Linked DNA regions of Macaca mulatta: region 1 is linked to region 2. Evidence: chromatin contacts called from public Hi-C data. All regions are on one chromosome and are shown on one strand. Each heading gives the region's core, a stretch centred on a gene start, on an enhancer-like site or on the middle of the called end of the contact. The rest is flanking DNA. Distances are from core to core; before and after follow the strand shown. Region 1 holds the start of SMUG1 (single-strand-selective monofunctional uracil-DNA glycosylase 1). Region 2 holds the start of HOXC5 (homeobox C5).

Evidence for each region. A called contact is a pair of places that touch in the nucleus more often than the background predicts.
Region 1: a contact with region 2 is called in a Hi-C map of fetal cortical plate, with 4 times the contacts expected there. The contact joins the promoter of SMUG1 here to the promoter of HOXC5 in region 2. A contact is called at or near these places in 6 of 14 Hi-C or Micro-C datasets (CD4 T cells, fetal cortex germinal zone, fetal cortical plate and 3 more).

What each region holds. Positions count from the first base shown.
Region 1 is chr11:61,370,542-61,377,566 of T2T-MMU8v2.0, reverse strand. SMUG1 (single-strand-selective monofunctional uracil-DNA glycosylase 1) reads left to right here and starts at 5,218. Exons shown (of 4, transcript NM_001194757.1): 1 at 5,218-5,257; 2 at 5,602-5,685.
Region 2 is chr11:61,208,362-61,215,337 of T2T-MMU8v2.0, reverse strand. HOXC5 (homeobox C5) reads right to left here and starts at 1,798. Exons shown (of 2, transcript XM_015151887.3): 1 at 1-1,798. All of the region lies in intron 1 of ATP5MC2 (ATP synthase membrane subunit c locus 2), which reads left to right. It overlaps HOXC6 (homeobox C6), which reads right to left. Exons shown (of 3, transcript XM_015151886.3): 2 at 3,948-4,293; 3 at 2,060-3,217. The coding sequence starts at 4,101. The coding sequence ends at 2,910.

The DNA.
Region 1 (7,025 bases), core at 3,969-6,468, 160 kb before region 2:
AGGTTCAAGAGGGCTGCAGGAGCAAGAGAAGGCAAATGACAGAGCCAGGGCCAGAGGCAAGAAAAGTGTCTTTTGGGAACATTGCAGGGGAAGGAGCAGGGGAAGGAGCAGGGCTCAGAAGAATCACCCCAGGTTCAAGTTCCTGCTCTGTGACTGGTTCCCTGGGAGTGCAGGGCAAGGCAGGGCTGGGCCTCGGTGTTGAGTAGGCTAGAAGCTAGGATTCTTGGGTCATCCTCCCACTTAGTCCCATAGCCACTCTCTCAGACTCATCTTGACTCCTCTTCCTTGTTGCTTAATTTGGCTCAACCTGTGGGAAATGCTCCTCCCATTCTCCAAGTCTCACTTTCATCCTTCCTGCTAAAGGACTTGGGGATAAGTCCCGTTCCCTTGGCTGTCTGTCTGTCTGATGTCTGTGTGGTCCCTCAGGATAACTGCTCTGGACAACTCTAACACCACTCAGATAGATTGTCCAGCCTCCTGGCCCCGACATCTCCCACCACTGCATCAAGCCAAATTACTCAGCCCCCCCAAGCCTCGGGCTCTGGTGAAATCCGATTAGCGAGGAGAGAGCTGCACTGAGCTGACAGCTCCTCCAATAATTGCTTCCCAAGTAAGTGATGCAAATCAACCCATCCAGCCTATTCCTGCTCCTCCTTTGGGGACCCAGGAGTCCAGGCCCCAGGAGATGGGGGACACCAGAGTTGAGGAGACCTAGACGCTGTCATCTGCCTCCAGTTAAGTGGGCATAATCCATAAAGCTAGGTTGCGGTGTCTTGGGGCTGAGGTGTGGGTATCAGCGTGGTGAGGCTAAGCCAGGGACCCCACTGTCTCTGCATTTCTGTCTTAACTGAGAGGGCATCACATTGTCACCTTATTCTCACCCCTTGGAGAATAATCCCATTTCCTTGTAAGGTAGATGAAGGCGGAGATATAGAAGATACAGAGACAGCGAGGTGGCTGAACCTGTTGAGAAACAAATCAGGCAGGTGCGGTGGCTTGCACCTGTAATCCCAACATTTTGGGAGGCTGAGGTGGGAGGATCACTTGAGCCCAGCAGTTCAAGACCAGCCTGAGCAACATAGCAAGATCCTGTCTCTACAAAAAAAAAAAAAAAAAAAAAAAAAAATTAAAAATTAGCTGGGTATGGTGGTACGCACTGGTAGTCCCGGCTACTGGAGAGGCTGAGGCGGGAAGATTGCTTGAGCCGGGGAGGTCGAGAGTGCAGTGAGCCATGATCATGCCACTGCACTCCAGAGTGAACCCTGTCTAAAAAAAAAAAAAAAAAAAAAAAAAAAAAGACACAAATGGATAAACTCACAGCCTAGCTCCTCTGGCTGTGGGCCCTGCAGATAGTTTTCTCCCCTTGTGAGTCCCCCTCCTCACTAGGCTGAGGAAAAGACATGGAGTGTTAAGTCCCCACAGAGGGAATGGGGACGTTTAGGGAATCTGATCAAGCCTGGAGACTTTCGTGCGTGTGCCAACGACATGTCCTTGCGATGCAGTGGCCCTTGCTTAACTAACACATCAAGGAGCCCTTTTCCCTTCCCCAAATCAGGGCACTTTAAGGGGCCTGTTAATGCTTCTTCCATAATGCATTTCCTTCCCACATCTTTATTTCAGGCTCTTTCTTGCTGTGACCTCCTTATCCCAACTCCTGCTGACCTTGGAGACCTGAAGAGTTACTTTCCTTACAATCCTGAACTTCCAACTCCAAACCTAACCCTGCATGCAGGTCACTGTCTTCGTGGAAATCTACAGGGTGAGCTCCCCAGTCTTGTCCACCATGCTTGTGTGTCTGATAGGGCTTCATGGCCTGGATCTTGGCTACTCAGGCTAGCATCTGCCTGAGACCCTGGCAGCGCAACAGCAATAACTACCCTTTGTAGAGCCCAAATTCTGTATTAAGCACTTAATGTAATTAAGTCATTTAATCATCACAAAAGAAGATAGAGATTACAATGATTATCCCATTTTACAACTGAGATAACTAAGGCACAGAGAAATTAAGTAGCATGCCCAAGGTCACCATGAGTAAGTGGCACAGCTTGGATTCAAATCCAGCAGTCTGATTCCAGAGCCCACAGTCCTGAGGCCTCTGCTATGCTGCCTTCACTCTCCCATGCTCTTGTGATGTTTGTTGGGCTAATCGAGACAGGGCCCAGTGTAGTGGAAGTGGGGAAGGTGGCTACACTGAAAGTTAAACACCAGATCCCCCTTTGGGGTCCCCCAGGTCAGAGACAGTGAGTGGGAGTTGAGCAGGGTGACACTCCGTATCTAGGAAGGGGGAAACATGGCCTTCACCTTCTCCAATTCCGGACCTTTGTTTTCTGCAGTGGGAGGCCCTGCAGCTAGACAGCCCTTCCCCGTTGAGAAGAGGGGAGGCAAGGGAAAGGCTGAAAGATCCGCCTAGAAGCCCAAGTGAGCAGAGTCGGAGCTAGGACCCGAAGAGGCCGATAGATGGCGCTCATGGCCCAACACAGCTCCAGCAGCCCGAGGAAACCAAAGGAAAACTAGTGAGCAGGTTAACCCCTTCCCTCCTGGGCTCAGGACAGAGTTGCTGGCTGGTGGGTATGCAGGGAGCACTGCCCCAGGCCCGGTGCCTCAACTCTCTAGGCTCTTACCCAGGTGATAATCTGGGTCATCTTCTGTTCCTGCCCAACAAGGCTTTACCCATAAATCATGGTCAGCAGCCTCCTGAAGACTTCCCAGAAGACATGAAGACTAATAAATGGAAGACACTGGTTGGGAGAGCTGCACCCAAGCCCATGTTTCGTCTCTTGGGCTCTATCTCTTGAAAGCCTCAGGGTCTCTGTTTCTAAGCACCCCTACTTCAGGAGAGAGCCTCACCTCCATCTTTCCTGGGAGTGACTCACTGGGTGGGGAGGAATAGCATGCATGGACTACAGACAGAGAAGGCCCCAGGCCCCTCTGGCATTAGCTATAGGGACTCACTGTGGGCTGCCTAAGCCTCAGTTTCTCCTTATATCTGGACTTCCTATCTCTGGGTTCCCTGGGGTGGATGGGCTTATAGGGAAAGAAACAGTTATTCAAGTCTTCTAGGAAGTTGAAATCGGGTGGAGGTCCTGGGGGATTTCTGCTTGCCTGTTACTCATTTCACTCATTACTGTTCTGCCAGAAGCTGACTTTGAATGTGGAGGGGTTGCCAAGATGACAAACTAGAACAGAAGTGCTGGGCAAGCAAATGACAGAGGGGTCAGGGGTGGGCAGGAGGGTTGTCCAAGGGATGGTGGAGATCCTGGAATTTTTAAGCAACGAGATGACACCACAATGAGGTCCCCCCACCTTATTTTTGGTCAGAAACACAGAAATACATAGATACACAGAGATGGGGGAACTTTTTCTAGACGCTCAGATCCTCTTATTCCAGTCATTCTAGAGTAAGAAGCAGAAACAGGGAGATGTTCACAGAGGGAGAGAGAGACACACAGATACAGAGAGAAAGCTACACAAGAGACTAGAAATAGAGACAAATTTACATAAGTAGAGAGGGGCAAATAACATAGCAGAGAGAGACATAGACAGGGAGAGGATCTGGTAAAAATTAAAGCTTAGAAAATTATGGGCTTCATGAGGTGGATGATTAATTCCATTTCCAAAGTCTTGCAAGGGTCAGGGTAGTTTCTCACCCTTCATGTCAGAAGGTCACTGCTCACAGCTCCCTGAAGCTCCTACTGCACCCATTAAGTTTTTGTTGATAGGAGATCAGACAAGTCCTGGTGAGGGGGTAGCATCCTTTTTCTGTCACTTCTTCCTGTTCTGGGGTTTATAGTTCTCCTTCTCTACCACTCACAGGGAGACCTTGCTTCTGTGATTAGAGCCTTGGCTGTGCTAAGGTGTGTGGAGAGTGTGGGGTGGAAGGAATATAGAAGATAACTAACCTTAGGGGGTTCCCAGTCTAATGAAAGTTTTAGAGTCAGGACACAGAACCAGACCCAAACAGAGCATAAGAACAAAACTAGGAATAGGACAGATTTGGATATAGATATTGGGATGGGGGAATGGGAGGGGAATGGGGGGGAATGGATTGTTAGGTGCAGCCATGGGATTAGGATTGATCACTCTTCCTAGAAAGTCCAGATACTTTGGACAAAGTATTTGAGGGAGAAGATTTGGAAGGAAGAGTGGCAGCTAACTTTATGTGTCTACTTGAGTGGGCTAAGGGACACCCAGATAGCCAGAAAAACATTATTTCTGGATATGTCTGTGGAGTGTTTCTGGAAGAGATTCGCATTTGAATTGGTAGACTGAGTTAAGAAGATCACCCTCATTGATGTGGGTGGGAACCATTCAATCCCTTGGGGACCCAGTAGAACAAAAGGGTGGAGGAAGGCAAATTCTCTTTCTTGGTGAGCTGGGACATCTATTTTACCTGCCTTTGGACATCATTGGAGTTCCTGGTTCTTCGTCCTTCAGGCTCTGGGACTTAGCAGTGAGCCCCCTCCCCTGCTTTGGACTTTCCTGAATTATACCACCTGTTTTTCTGGTTCTTCAGTTTATAGACAGCAGAGCAGGAGACTGTGGGACTTCTTGGCTTCCACAATCCTGTGAGCCAATTCTTGGAGTAAATCTCCTCATATAGATAGATATCCTGTTAGTTCTGTTTCTCTGGAAAACTCTTGACTAATACTGAGGTTATAGGGTTGGGCAGATAGCAAGACAGAGAAAGAAGTCAAAATGGTGACACTCTGGAGATGGGCTTGGACAGTAATGGGGGATGCTCCTTGCTAAAGAGTTGTTAGGAGCTACCAGAAATGTCTTCGTGGATATTCTATATACAGTAATGGCAGGCTGCAGAGGAGAGGTCTCTGATACCCAGGGTGGCAGGGGGCCTAGAAATGGTCTTTAGGTATTGTTAATACCTCAAGTGGATGAGGGATTGGGGATGGTTGAAGCTTCCTGATTTGTAATCCCTTTGGGAAAAATGTGAATGAACTTTTGGAAGGGCGATGCCCTTTAGGGATAGAACTCAGGATTTCCTAGGTACTTATAGGCTCTGACCTTTCGCTTCTCAAGACTTCCTGATTTAACTCTGATGGAAAGATTAAACTACAATTCCCAGCGATGTTTAGAGCTAATTTAGCGCGCCTTCCGGGATTGAGCATTTCCGGCGGAAGTGGCCGTGGGCACGCCAATCTCCTTCCCTAAACAATGTAGACTACGACTCCCACTGTCCTTAGCGCCGGGGGTTGGGTTTGCGGGGGAAAGGAACCGGAAACGGGATGGGGAGCTGGACCAGGTGAGGAAGTAGGAGGCTGGGAACCTCGGACTGTGGGGGAAAGTTGAGGGCTCCCAGGGTCGTCGGGGCTGAGCCGAGAGGGTAGTCAGGATTTCTATGTTTTGGGGTCCGTCTCTCCGTATGGGGTTAGACTCGGTGCAGGGAGAGCCCAGCCTATGAAACCGCCTGGGAGGTCTGCAGGATCAAGGCTTTCCTGTCGTCCAGAGCCAGCGGGCGCCCCCGGAGGTTTTGTATGATGCCTTAGTAGTCGGCCCCTTCGGAACCAGATGAAATGGTCTTTTTGAATTTATGCTTTATTATTATTTATTTATTTTTCCGAGACGGAGTCTTGCTCTGTCTTCCAGGCTGGAGTGCAATGGCGCGATCTCGGCTCACACTGCAACCTCCGGCTCCCGGGTTCAAGCGATTCTCCTGCCTCAGCCTCCTGAGTAGCTGGAATTACAGGCGCGCGCCACCATGCCCGGCTAATTTTTGTATTTTTAGTAGAGACGGGGTTTCACCATGTTGGTTAGGCTGGTCTCGAACTCTTGACCTCGTGATCCGCCCGCCTGGGCCTCCCAAAGTGCTGGGATTACAGGCGTGAGCCACCGCGCCCAGCCTATGCTTTATTATTATTATTTAGTTTAAGGGTATTTCTTATTGTCCCTTGGACTCCGCTCCAAGGGACAGGGGAGTGCATACGTGTCTTCGATTCCTTCCTCACTTCCCGGATTTGATGTCAGAGAAGTCTGACATCAGTCTGAAGTCTGGCCTTGGTGGTCAGCCTTATCGCTGGGTCCAACTCCACTGCCTTTGTGCTTAATGTAATATGACACTGTATTTTATAAAATGTCTACATTTCTTAAGCCTCTGGCTCTTGGGGCGACTTTGGGTAGAACTTACAAGTTCTTTTTTTGAATTCTTCTAGTGTTTTGTTCCGGGTTTTAAAGCTCACATCACACTGTATTACAGTTAGTTGTTTATCTGCCCTCACAGCAGTTTATGAGCTTACGGAAAGCCTGGCTACATTTTACTTATTTTGGATTTCTTCCTCACCAAGAGACTGCTGTAGTGCCTGTCATGTAAGAGACTCATAAGTATTGAAAAAAAATAAATGAGTTAACAGGTGGTAGGTTGGATGGAATATGTGATTTTCATAGAGAAGAGAGTTAAATGAGTTGCTCAAGAGAACCTTCTTAGAGATGAAACAGGAGTAGAATTCAAACCAATTGCCTTCCAGCCTGTGGTTCTTGCTATGAGATCAGGCTTTGAAGTTATGGAACAATGAAAGTAGTGTCTTGTCACTCTTTTCCCTGGCCTTGCTGTTTCCAGCACAGGTGTCTAAATGTCAAAGGTAGGCTCAAGACTTCTCTTGAGATTCTAGAGCTAGAGCAGCTAATCTGCTAATGTTGGTATTGCATGGGGAGATGCAAAGCAAGGTCCTCTGAAACACTGGCGTTCTCCACAGCACCCTTCTCAGCTTTTGTATGAGCCCAGTTTGTCCTGGGTAGCCACCTGGACAACCGATCAGTTAAAAACTACTGAGATCAGTCAGGGAAGGACTTCTTAAGTTGGGCCTCTGATTTTTTTTTTCTTTCCCACTTCCTCTAGGCTAGGGTGAGAAAATAGGTTTATCAAGCTGTTGTGTCAACCTTGAGTTCTCATCTTGGAGAAGAGGTCACAGATGACCCAGGCAGAAACTTGAGAAGAAGGAATGACAATGGTTCTTGTCGCATGGGAGACGCAGATATGATGGCCACAGACCCAGGGCCTGGAAAACAAGCAGAGT
Region 2 (6,976 bases), core at 549-3,048:
AACGCATCTCGATATGTTGGCAAAGCCCAACCAAGGGGGAGAGGGAGTGAGAAAGAAGGAAGGGGGAGGAAAAAAAATGGTTCTTGGAATTGGGGGTAGCCGGGACAACAAGCCCACAGCGACACCTGGTGCCTATATGGGGGAATTGCATCCTGGAGCACCAGCTTGCTTTCCGGTAGCTGAATTTCCTACACTGTGAAGGAGAAGCTGGTTGTTGGAGCAACCTCTGAGCTAGCCTTTTAAATTCTATTTAAAATTGGGAAAAGATGAGGCCCCACCTATAATGCACAGAGTGCTTTTTGTAATGAATAGCCCCGTTCTCCCAACCGCCAGGGTCTTCCAATCTTCAAAAATGGCTGAGGAAAGGAGATTTAGTTAGGTAGGGTGGCCCATGTCCAGGCTGGAGACCCTTAGGGGTTTAACTTAGGTTCCCTAAACCAAAGGTAGAAGTCCCTCGCAGGCCCTAAGGCCCCACTACTGCTGAAGAGGTGCCTATCAGCAAGAGAAAGTAGAATTAGCCTCTGGAGAGGTAATTCCTCTGGAGACAGGACGCCCAGGAGGAGGGATCCTGAGTGGTCAGAACAAGATAGTGGGGTCATGAAGCTGAGGGTGCTCCGGGCTGTCTGGGATGGATCTGGAGGTGAGGAGCCAGGTGGAGTTGGCTAGACCTCACCATGCTACGGTCCCCAGAGTGGCAACAAGGCAATTTTCAAGTGTGTGCGTGGACACGGCCAGAGCAGACAATGGTCTAGAAGACTGCTCTGTCTCCCTGTGTGAGATCCTTATGTGGTACCTATGCCAGAGGCTTTAGACAGAAAATAGATGTTAATTGAGGGCATGCAGAAGCAAGATTGAAGCCTCCACAAATATTATGTGAGCATGGCAGAGGAAAAGGCCCGTTTTGTGACCTTTGGAGAAAAGGTCTCTGGGCCAGGCTTTCCATGGACCTGAATCCATAAGATCCACAGGAGAGCAATTTCTGAGCTACCAAGAGGAATGGGGCGGACTGGGAGGTGGGCAGGGCAGGCGCCTGGGTAGCCTTCGCAGGGTATCTGCAGCCATTCGGCCCCATCCTCTTCCCCAGTAGCCCCAAATCTCATACTTTCCCGCCTGCTTCTTCCCAGGAAATCTCCGCCCCTGCCAGAAGGCCCCCTCCTCACTGGTGGAGGCGCTGGTGGCGAGGGTGGGGGTGCTGGAGGGAATCTGAAGGGCCTGGAAAACTCTGGCGGATTTTTTCCCTCCGGAGACCCCCCTCAACACCTCTCCCCGTAGGCCCACTCAGGTTTCTCTGGTCAGGCTTGGAGAAAGAAGGCCAGGGTTGATAAATGGTTAGGGTCCGGCTGCGCTCCTCACCCGCCTCTTCACCCGTTTGAGGAGAGAAGAGTAAGGAACCAGCCCGGCTGGAGCTGTAATGAAGAAGGAATTTTGTCCCGGCTACGTCAGGAGTCCCAGAACCGGCGAGAGCTCAGTTTCCAGGCTTTCTCTCTCAAGATGTCCTTGAATCGCTCAATCCCTGCCGACAGGGCTCCAGTCCCGCGATCTTCTCTTTCCCTCCGCTCTCCGCCTCCGCCACGTTTCGCAACAGCCGGCTTGGCGCGGGCCTGGGGCTTGCTCTCACGGCGCCCCCCGCCTCCAACTCCCGGGAGTGGGCGGAGGAGACCCTGGTGCCTGGATAGTGCTTCTTTACTGGTCTTTCGGGGCGCCTCGGGGTTCGGACGCCGAGGATCCCGGCTGCCACAGGCAGGAAGAAAGGCCTGCGTGGAGCTGGTGCGCAAGCCGACTGATCCGGGCTCCCCCCGGAACAAAATCCTACGCGGCCTTTTTGCCGCAGGGTGTGTGTGTTGCTCCGCGCAGGGAGCTCAGAGAGGCCTCCCAGGCCCTCAGTGCGATCGCGAGAACCAACAGAAGGCCGGGGCCCGGCGCCTGGGCTCCGGGGATGGCGAGTGCAGAGGGCTGTGGGCTTGCAGGCGGCGGGCAGGCGCGGGAGCGCTTGGAGCCTGCTCCAGCTCTCATCCCGAGGCCGGCGGGCGAGCGAATTAACAGAATTCCCGGTATAAACTTTTAAAAATAGTATCAGTTTTATTAAATATTCGAGAACGGACCCAGAGGTTGGATTTATACAGGAGGGTAACACGAGGGGATTTATTTATTTATTTATTTTATCCTACTGGCTAAACAAACGTCATTCACTTTTTTTCTCTCTTTTTGTAATTTTCCCTCTTTTTTCCTTTTTGAAATGGAATAGGAACACTGACGGTGCTAAACATAAATATAAATACAGAGACCACAAATACAGCTAAAAATATTCACACAGAAACGGTCACAGTTTGTAAAATGCCATAATGACCCCCAGGATTCTTTAAATACAATTTGGCTGGGCTGGGCATTTGCTGGGGCAGAGGGGCTGGGCAGGGACTGTGGGGAGGCCCTGGGGGTTGGTGTGGAGCCAAGGCGCGCCCTCCTTGGGCCTCTGGCCCTCCCCGGCTGCCAAGCCGGGCCCTGAGGCCCGAAGCAGAGGCCCCAGGCCCGGGTGCCGGCCCTCTGCACGGGGTGCGGGGGTGGGGGCGTCGAGGGAGTTGGGGGAGCCAAGTCCTCACTTGGAGGGCAATCTGTAGAGTCTGAGTTCAGGATCCGAGCCCCCAAGGCCTGGACGGGGAAAGGGGCCTGCAGACAAGCCGCGAAGGAGCTAGCAAGGGAGCGAGGAGGAGGAGGCGCGTGGCGAAAGAGAGTTGTGCGGTGAGGGAGGGGGTCCAGAGCTGACTTTCAGGTCCACGTTTGGCTCCCTAATTTTGTTTTAGGGAATCAAAACACATCAATTGTGCCAGTGATAAATACAGAGTGTGTGATTAGGGGAGAGTTGGGGGGGAGCGAGGGAGAAAGGGAGAGAGGGGTGGCAGGGACAGTCCTAGTCACTCTTTCTGCTTCTCCTCTTCTGTTTCTTCTCGCTTTTCCTCTTTTCCGCCCAGGCTGTCGGCGGTGGCCCCTCCGCCGCCCCCCGAGAGAGTGGACGTGAGATTGGATTCTTTTTTCCATTTCATCCGGCGGTTCTGGAACCAGATTTTGATCTGTCGCTCGGTCAGGCAAAGCGCGTTGGCGATCTCGATGCGCCGGCGCCGCGTTAGGTAGCGATTGAAGTGAAATTCCTTCTCCAGTTCCAGGGTCTGGTACCGCGAGTAGATCTGGCGGCCGCGCCTCCGGTCCGCTCCGTAGCCGACCCCTAAAGATCCGGGCACAAAACACACTAAAAGCAATCAGCAAGGCGTCCTCTGCAGACTATTTCGCCTAGCAAAGTCCTGACCCTCCCAACCTGGCCAGCAGCTCGCAGCCCCATTAGGGCTCTAGCCTTTTCCCGTTTGCCCTGCCCCACCCCCACTGGGGGTACAGCCAGGACCCCAACTTCGTTCAGACCTCCCATAGGTGGGACGTGTGTGTCCCAAAGAAAGGTGTGTGGGGTGGGTGGGGGGGCGGGGCAAAAGGCAAACGGAAAGCTGCAAGTCTAAAAGCTGATTTTTGAAAAATCCCAGATAATGGGGATGAGGTCCCCCTTTCTCAAGGACTGGGCTCCACCATCTCCCCAAGTATCCTAGTTTCTTGGAAACTTCTCCCCACTTCTCTGCCTCTCCTCTCCCCCTCCCTTCTCCTCAGACTGATTCCGCTTTGGGGGGCTCCCCCATCTTCTGCTCCCTCCCTTCATCCCCTGCCCTGTTCCTGCCCCCTCAGCTTGTCTTGGAGACCTCCAATCCGTCAGGGGCCAAGGGGGCCAGGCCCCTGCAAGCGAGCGGGAGGCAAGCTGAGGGGGCAGAAGAGGGGGCCCTGTCTCGGCAAGGAGACGAGCGTGATTGTTTTTATGGGGCCATAAAAAACTCTCTCCGCCCGTTCTTCTAGGGAAGCCGGTCATAAAGCCAGTTCAGTTTATTTAATTTATATCTCGGAGCTGTAAAACTCACCACTGTGCGAATTCATTCGCTGCATCCAGGGGTAAATCTGGATACTGGCTTTCTGGTCCTGGGGCGCAGTCCTGCCCTGCTCAGAACTAAAATCCTGAGCGATTGAGGTCTGTGTGTTATGTCCTAAGGTGTTTTGTCTGCAGTTTGAGAGCATGTCTTTCTCCTGGTAAAAGGAATTAGATCCATAGTCATACGGCCCCCGGCTGGAACTGAACACGACATTCTCCTGTGGCGAATAAAAGGGAGTCGAGTAGATCCGGTTCTGGGCAACGGCTGCTCCATAGGTCGAGAAATGCCTCACTGGATCATAGGCGGTGGAATTGAGGGCGACGTTGGGGAGGACGTCCTGGCCCCCGGCGAGGTGGCAGGATAAGGAAGGGTTAGTGAAGTAGGAATTCATCCCTTTGCCTTTACCTGGTCGGGCTATGATTTCTTTAATATTTATTTCTGTCTCCAGTTTGTACTCGGAACTAGATGGTTATAGGGACGGCTCCAATCCAGGACAGACAAAATGACAAAGTCAGCTGACCCCCTCCCAGCCAATCGCAAGCCAGATGTCAAGAAGGGGGAAAAAAATCGCTTCTGCTTCTGTTGATTCCCTAGTTGAGACTAAGTGTGTGCTTTGAAAGTAAGACTTGGATTTCTTTTAAAAATATGTATGTAGGGGAACTGGTTTGGTGGTGAAAGAGGGGTGCACATACCTGAGCAGGGCCTTGGGACTTAGGTAAGGAGAGCTGTACTCCCAGGAAATCTCTTAGCCCCAGTTAACTTTGCTGTGCTGTGGCCAGAGCCAGGGCTAGATAAATCCCTGTATTTTCAGTCTGGTTTCATCTTTTATATCTGCCCCCTTGTAAAATTACATCCTGATTTCTCCATTGGAGGAAGGAGGAACTCCCTCCCAGCACGGGAGGGGGTCCCCAGAAATCCTGCAGGAAATCCTGGTTTGACACTCCATGGAGTGAGTCCCATCACTAAACTAGTATTTTTTTCTCCAATAATTAAAAAAAAAAAAATCAAAAGTAGAAAGAAATTTCATAAAACCTGTTCCCCTGAGTAAGTAGAGTGTGGCTGAGAGTCTTGAATGTAGGAGGGATGTGGGGAACAACTAGGTCTAAAGGGGCAAGACTTCAGGGTACAGTGGCAGAGCTGAAGTGGGCAAACGGACCACGCATCTGCTCTCCTTTGCTTCCTGGTTCCCTTCTGCCTCCTCCTCAGGACCCCTCTTTTGGGAAAACTCTTCCAGCATTTCTGCCTAAAAGGGCAAATGTATAAAAATGCAATAGAAAAAGGAGAAAAAAGAAGTAAAATGTAGGGAGGTGGCACCAGAGGGGGAGAGACAGAGAGAGAGAGAGAGAGAGAGAGAGAGAGAGAGAGAGAGAGAGAGAGAAAGGAAGAACGAAAACTCTGAGAATCTTTCTAGAGACATCAACTCCTGTTTATGTTGGTGAGAATTTATGATTTGGAGCCAGTGAGGGCCGGTGGGGTAATTCACATAGGATCCAGCCAGAAAGAGAAGGCTGGTGGGGCTCTGATGGACAGTTGGCTTCCTGCAAGCTCAAGCCCCTGCCTTGGTCAGAAGCCCCTGCCCCCTCCAGACTCAGGGCACTGCCAGTGGAGGCGCCCCTGGACCTGAGCTATGAGGCTTGGAGACTTCAGAAAGGGGTTCTAAGGAGCTCTCACCCAAGTGCCATCACCCCTGGTGGGGATGGGCCTCTCAGCAGCCTCAACCCCCATTTTTCCCCCCATCTTGAGGCTAAAAAAAAAAAAAGGAAGGGATGGTTACGGAAAGGCCGCTGAATCCCAGGCTTCTGAGAGAGCCACAGTAGGCGAACTGAAACAGCGGAAAGTGTGCAGATGGGGGTTTTCTCCTGATTAGTCCAAACTTAATTTGATATCGTGATATAGGCTGAAAATGCTTTGAGTTGACAAAGGGGGGTAGTGGGGAGTGTGCAGGGAGCAGTGAAAGCTCATATTCTCCCCCCCCACACACCATTTTTGGGTGGGTTGGGGGGGGAAAACTGGTTATAACAAGAACCCGGATGTCGCGGGATTTTATGATCTTTTCCTTCTGTGTAACAAAGCGGAGTAATCAATGGGTAGCAATAAAGCCATAAACGGGACTATGCCGAGAAAAAAACTCGTTTATTCATCTTCTGTAACGTTAAGGTTTCCCTGGAGTGTCGCTAGGAGGGAAAAATAAAGTTTCGAACCCAAAAGCAGACAGTGTGCAGGAGCTGGTGGAGACAACACGTTAGTTAATACACGAACCTCGTTAGGGGGTTGAAGAGTCTTCCTGTCAGACAATATGTATTGGTTTTTAAAAATACAGCCCCAATCCCATAGAAAGGACAGAAATTTGTCGGTATTTGGAAGGGAAGGGGAAAGACTCCTATAATTATAAAGGTTCCTCCTCCTAGACCACACTTTCTTCTCACCAAGGAAATGAAGGGGAAAGGGTAGAGGAGGATTTTTAAATTAAGAAAAAAAAATTTTAGATGAGTTATCTCGTTTTGGGGTGACTTGGCAGGTACACAAACATAGACACCAATGTGAGTTGCTTTTTGCCCTATAATCCAGCTGTCCTCGAATTCATGGCATGCCTGAGCAGAGGTTTCTAACAGCTGGCTGAGGTTTTAGGCCCCCTGGAGGGCAAGAGGTGGGGGAGAGACAACAAGGCAGGAGTACTCTGGGGGCTGAGCTAGGGAACAAGTCAGTGCACCCCTGGACACAAGTAGCCTGTCTCAGAGTTCCCAGCCTCCTTTCTGCCCTGAGGGTAATGTAATGGTGTAACAAGTAGAAGAGGCCGGAAGAGAGAGCAACTCCGTCCCCCCCCCACCCCAGTTTCAGAGAGAAAGAGATTGCTAGAGGGATAAATCATGTCAGTGATATTTCCTTCAAGATATTAAATTGTTGCAATGTACAACAAATTGAATGATGGAAGATAGGATGTCTTAATGAGGTTTCGCTTTCAGTGAGTGTTGATTTTCTATGTATTTAAAAATCTCTTTTATGTCTGGGTGGGGGAGGGA